Linked DNA regions of Gasterosteus aculeatus: region 2 is linked to region 1. A link is a contact called in public Hi-C data. All regions are on one chromosome and are shown on one strand. Each heading gives the region's core, a stretch centred on a gene start, on an enhancer-like site or on the middle of the called end of the contact. The rest is flanking DNA. Distances are from core to core; before and after follow the strand shown. Region 1 overlaps pleca (plectin a). Region 2 holds the start of pleca (plectin a).

The links. A called contact is a pair of places that touch in the nucleus more often than the background predicts.
Region 2: a contact with region 1 is called in a Hi-C map of whole body, with 5 times the contacts expected there. The contact joins the promoter of pleca here to the enhancer-like site in region 1. A contact is called at or near these places in 4 of 6 Hi-C or Micro-C datasets (skeletal muscle, tail fin and whole body).

What each region holds. Positions count from the first base shown.
Region 1 is chr10:4,646,510-4,649,709 of fGasAcu3.hap1.1, forward strand. pleca (plectin a) reads right to left here. Exons shown (of 36, transcript XM_040188222.2): 15 at 2,668-2,761; 16 at 2,433-2,587; 17 at 1,459-1,801; 18 at 1,005-1,082; 19 at 637-798; 20 at 434-538; 21 at 230-325. Among protein-coding and RNA genes, the nearest start is that of LOC120826179, 21 kb to the left of the region's middle. Within about 2 kb of position 1,627, at least 1 of the 9 cell types and tissues checked has open chromatin away from gene starts, as enhancers often do.
Region 2 is chr10:4,707,745-4,710,944 of fGasAcu3.hap1.1, forward strand. pleca (plectin a) reads right to left here and starts at 1,578. Exons shown (of 36, transcript XM_040188222.2): 1 at 1,275-1,578; 2 at 651-688. The coding sequence starts at 1,434.

The sequences.
Region 1 (3,200 bases), core at 377-2,876:
TTTCTAGATAAACATCACAGGGACAGTTGATAAAGAAAACTCCAGTAAAATGTGACAACATGGCACTCAGCGTGCAGAACAAATGCATTTAAAAGACTCAGCAGTGAGGTGTCTGCATAGAAAGGATGACCCGGTTCCTGAAGATAATTCACTTCATTCTTTCTACTAAACGACAAGAGGTGAAGCATCCCTTGGCTCGGGCTCCAGTGATGCAAGGTACCAAACCTACCTGGTAGTAGGCAGTGTTTTCCTTCAGGTGGGTTTCGACACAGCAGCACAGCTGGAGGATCCAACTCCACTGAGTCTGCAGAGCTGCAGTGAAGGCCTGAGTGGGGCACAACAGTTTGATGAGGAGGGTAATCACTCATTTAAGACTTCTACATTTGGATATGGTGTGTAGTGGCGATTCCTTCTCCATCCTAAATCGTCGTACCTCAACAGTCTTCTTGGCGGGGTGACCGTCCCTCAGCAGTTTGTCTCCTGTAGCCTGGACATCGTTCATCTTCTTCTCCCTGTGCTCCAGATCTCTCATCAAACCCTGATCGGAACCAACGACACAATTGCGTCACATTCATGGTCATGGGAAAGCACTGCCGGTACACTTTGTTAGAACAGCGCAGCGCATCGTCACTCTACCGAGTAGTTGTCTTTCTTGGCTGTCATGTTGGTGTTTCGTTCACTCCAGTCGCAGTTGACCTCCTCCTCCTCTTTGTCGTTGAGCCACATCAGCTCTTTGGTGGCTGCAATGACGAAGGCGTGGAGCTGGTCCAGGTAGTGCAGACGGGCCTTAGAGGCGTTCTGTAAGTGAACATGTGACCACATGATTGTTCCTTTGAGGGTTGGATCACTAAAAAGTGACAGCCTATATTATATATATATATATGTATATGTGTGCTGTTTGGACTTTATTGAACCTCCACGAGGTTAATGTTGTAACAGCCTTGTCCCTACTAAGTGCTTAAGTTGAAAGACACAGGTTCTGTTTTTGTGTATTTTTTGCTTACCATGAGCTTGCTGTACTGCAGCTCCAGTTTTCCCAAATACTCACGATAGGCAGCTTTACTGACAGGTGAGATCTGACTCTGCAGTAGGAAGAGGCAATAAGAAACATGCAAAACAGGTCAGCAAACCCTTAATGGTGAAGAATAATACAAAATGAATTATATTCCGACGAGAGATCACATCTTTGAAAGATAGTGGATATTATAAGTATTATAAGTTCACAATAGCACAATTACTGTAGATTATGCAAACCAGCTCAGACACCAAAATCCTCAAAAATAAATTTTGACTTAAAAATCCGTTATCATGATCAATAACACAAGCTTGAAGATTTGAGTTGAATAACATTTCATTTGACTTCACGGATTCATCTGAGATGTTAGCGGTGATTCAGAGGTCTTCAACCATCCATGTGTGCTACACCCAATAACCTGACTCCATCCCACTAGTCAGTACCTCATCCGCCTTTGCCCTCTCGATCTTGGAGCGGAACTCCTCCACACACTGGTGCAGGCCACGGTGGCTGCCCAGCTGGGACTCGATGGTGGGCAGGTCGGAGCCCCACTCGCCGTCATCCACCCGCCGCTGGTTTTCCTCCACCCAGCCCAGCAAGTCTTGGATGTAACGCATGGTGACCTCATCCAGCTCAGGCCGCACCCTCATGGGGGCCTGCTGCAGGGTGGTGACCTGGGCGGTGTGGACCTGAGTCATGGGGATCTGGGTGGTGGTCACACCGGACTTGAGGCGCAGGTTGTACTCGCTGCGGAGGTTCACCAGCCTCTCGTGGAGCCGGTACACTCTGAGAATACACGATGGCAATGAATTCAGTAACTAGTCGATCAACAGAAAGAACATCTAGAATATTTTATAATTGCTTCATTTTACATCCAGAAAAATACAAAATGCTCACTAAGTCAAGCTTCTCAACTTTAAGGTTGGTATTTGGTGTATTTTATTTGACTACTAGTTCTGCAACTTTCTCTACAGTGACGTTTTATCAAATAAACAACTACGAGTATTCGAGGGAGGATGTTTTTTTGTAGGCCAACCACAGAATGACTCGTCACACTGGTTTCGTTTACAAAAATCGAAATGTTTTATGACCAACATTTTTGTAGTATAATTTAGCCACTTGTTAGCAACCGTAAGTCATACAAAAGTAAAGACATGATATTTATTCATACATTTAATATAAAGAATAAAATCCGTTTTGTGTCTTTTATCACAGACGTTATTTAAGGCTTGTAACCAAAAGCGTATCAAAAAAGTAGTGTGCAAAAAACACTAGTGCAAAAAAAAAAGTGCAAAACACACATTTGCGTATAAAGGCAGATTCCTGGTTAATTAAAAAGAGAAATGAGCAGATTATTTCTAAATGAAGATACTTTTTAATGTAGCCATCTTAAATGTTTAAAGTTAGATTTTTGCACCTGCGATACATCTGTTCAGCCTGAAGGTGGCGTCCATCTTTAAGCAATTGAACATCATTGAAGAGGAAGCGGATCATTCCTTCTGCTTTGTCCAGATCTGCATCCATCTCTGCCGTGTGCTGAGCAGGTCTCCCTGAGCTCAGCATCCTCACGTCCTGCAGCGCGGGGACAAGCGTAGTTACAGCGCTGCAGGAGGAGCCAATGCTTCCTGGTGGAGGGGGTGTTTGGGTCTTACCGTCTGCAGCAGAGTCTCCACCTGGTTGAGCTGCTCCTCACACACACCCGACTCCATCTGGACCTTACTGACGACCCGCTGAAGTCGCTCCAGCCTGCAGAGGGAGAGGAGGGAGGTCAAAAGTGAAAAGGCACTAAATGAGGTAGACTAACGGCCTCCGCGGTGCTTTCTAGCGTCTCTTCTGATGTCATTAATTAAAATTCTGTTAACAAATTGAAGTTAGACAAAAGAAAAAAGCACTCACTCAGTTTTCTGGCGGAATAAAAACTTAAAATCATATCCATGATGCATGAACGCCATGTTAGGACCCTGTGTGTCCACTAAAGTCAAAGTTTTATAAAACTCTCCACAGCTCTCTCTAGTCGTGGAACAACCAATTGTAAAAACAACTCTCTGGTAGCCTTGTGATTAAAGGCAAGCGTATGAGTATCATGTGACCATATTATTTGTGAGAGATTGTTGCCCTGGCTTAGACACAGTTGTCATGTGTTGCCCTGATGATTTTTACTTTCCATCCCACAAAACTAAACCCA
Region 2 (3,200 bases), core at 328-2,827, 61 kb after region 1:
GTGGATTTGGCGCCATCTGGCAGCGAGGTTGCAGACTGCTACTCGTTGAAACTTCTCTCATGTGAGTGGTCACAGTTGTGAATGAACCCTAAATAAATAATAGCTATGAATATGAGATCCCCCTCAATTATACACACTGTTCCCTTAAATGCGGTTGACCTGTTTTAAAGAACCCATTCCAAGCATTTTGTGAATTCCAAAAGCATCAACTGATGGGACTGTTTGTGCCTGAAGCCTGCAGGCAGGTTCATAGCAAACTGAATAATGTTGCATCTGTTTTCAAAGCAACACCAATCTAGTTCAACTCCACCTCTCGAAAAGGTCTCAAATTCACATATGATTAAAGCGTCATATTGCATTCCCACATTTGCAAAAACATACAATAATGTGACACCATTGAAATAGAATGATTAAGCAGGAGGAATAATGAAGCTTGCAGGTCTCGTGTGTTCCCTTAAACTGCAGGTGAACGAGGACTTCTGGGGTCCAAAGTGGGCGTTACAAGCTGCTGATGGATGAGAGGATGAGCGCAGGCTGTACTTAACAGGACTTGAAAGTTGTCATACAGGAATGTGGGGCATGAGGTGCTAACACCTTGAGTGCAAGCGAGGGAGCTCTTTAAAACAGTTGTTCTCATGGGAATTTCTCACCTGGGCCGGCGCTTTAGATTTGGAATGCTTTGCCATCACTGTATGAAAAAAAACACAGTTTGTTACTTTTGATAGTATTGGTATTGGGGAAAAGTGTGATGTGGAATAAAGGGCGTTGCTTTAAAAATGTGTGTAGTGCAGTAGAGGTGACAGAATCAAATATCCACGTTTCCTGCCGGGACCCTGCAATGACACCATGTCACTTCGTCATGCAGCACACGTGACGTAACATGAGGCTCACATTCTGAAGTTCTGTGTACAGCGTGTAATTTCCAGCTCCTGCAGAAACTATGCATGAGATGGCCTAAAAATAAAGATGTTTTATTGCACTGAACAGTATGAAAGACCCTTTGTGTTCTCTCACATGGGTAAAGGAACATTCAAGCTTCAGAACGAATGCAGAGCCAACGCAAGCTGGGAAAAATATATATGGAAAATGTGCACTCTGCAGGTTTGGAAAGGAAACACTAGCAATTTACAATTACCGGACTTGTGGAATACAGAGAGAGAGAGAGAGAGAGAGAGAGTTCCTCCTTGTGAAACAGAGCCTGAGCTGAAGGTAAAACGCCAGAGAGGTTTGAAGCGGTGGGGGAGGGGTAAGGAGGGGCGTGGGGGGGGACCTACCTGCCAGGTACCGCTCCAGGGAGGGCGAGGATGTCTGGTTCCAACTGTAGCAGCAGAAGAAGAAGAGCCAGACCAGAAGGGTGGCCAGCACCAGAACCAGCACCCAGAGGAGCCGGGCCACCGCCGGGTTGGTGACGGCCCAGGCTGTCAGGACGTCCATGGCGGAGGCTGTGCTCTCCTTCCGATTCACAGAGCGGCGACTGGTGAAGGGCAGCAGGAAGCAGCAGCAGCAGCAGCCAGAGCAACGGGAACCACAGATGGAAACCAGCTGTTCCAAAACGGAGACCGACCTCAAGCCCACGTCAGCGCTGGAGGGTTGTGTGCGGTAGCTGGTGTTTGTGTGTGTGTGTGTGTGTGTGTGTGCGCGCGCCTGTTGTGTTAAAACTTGAGTCCTGTAAAAGTGTGTGCGGATCCTTGAGGAGTAGCAAGGGGTTAACAGCAGCAGGCTTAACTGTCAGCCACTCCTGCCCCCCCCCCCCCCGGCTCAACATCAGAGGCCTTTATGCCGGAGGGAGACTCACCCTCACTCACTCACTTTACCTGAACAATTGCCAAAAAAGTGTCCTGTGATGACAGAGGTGCATATTGTCTCCCGAACACAAAGAGTGCAGACTTTAATTTAGCTGAACTAATTATAACTTAGTTTTACAGGCTGCATTCTCTGATCTCAGATACCTTTCTCACAAGCTCACAAGGTGTGTAATGAAAAGGTAAAACTTTTTGTGCTGTTCCCCTTTTAATAATATCTACTTATCTTATTGTGCGTTTGTGCGATGTATGATCTTTGATAATTTTTCCTGTGAGGCCCGTTCGTTGTTGCACAGAATGTTCTCTATAAACATACCGAACCTGTTCCAAACGCCCAACAGCCTGTTCTAGTACATGGACACAAATATTTACACTGCAACATCATTCAATATTTTGAGATAAGGTGGGGCTGAGCATTTGATGGACGACCAGAAACAACTGATTATAACTGACAACACGCCTAAAAAAATCAAGTTGGGGATCGATGCTTGATTCGTCGTTCCAATTTGATCTCCATGCAAACAGCATGTTTTTCTTCAACAAATCAACAAATGATTACAGCCTCACGTGGGATGATCAGAGAGAGCCAAAGCCTTTCAAACCGTCTGAGCCTGAAATCCGAAATGCCTTTAACTCTGTGCAAACGACAGGAGACTAAAATGAACCAAGGGCGCCATCCAGTGGTCGAATATGAAGAAAGGAAGGGAAAAAAATCCCTCCAAAGAGGCACCAAAATGCTAACAGCCGGAATGATGGATAACCCAAAGTTTGGTTGAATCGTTTAGAAAGCAACACTTAAAGTTGAGATGAGGAGAGTGTCCAGTCAATCAATACTAATAATATATAAATAATATATTATTCTGCAGAAGACAAGCTGTGTTAAATAACAATAGTTGCTAATATGATAAAAAAAAACATTCAATAACAAACAATAATAATATCCAGTAATGCCATCTGCATCTCATTGAAGCCATTTGAATAGAGGTTAGAGCCTTTTGGTGTCAAAATGAAATACCGTTTAAATGCAGTATTATGTAAATGAAGGTCCATTTACTGTCCAATAAACGATAAAGAAAGGTGTGCTTTAGGGCGGGGCTACGTTGTGATTGACAGATTCTACGACCTGTTCACAGTGGGGGTTTAGCTTCAAAAAAGTTTATTAAGGCTAAATGCGGTTGCCTGCAGACGTCTTATTTAGCTTTCGGCTGCTACTAACACCTGGTTAAAAAGACTGTGATAACCCAAGAGACTAAGCTCGAGACTTCAGAACGGATGACATCACGGTGACTCTGCCCCCTTTTCCCATCCAGCCTCTGTTCACATCCATACACCACATCCAGTGCTCTGTCTACCTCGTCCCTGTTGCTATGCCGCTCTCTCCTCCATGTTCATTGCTAA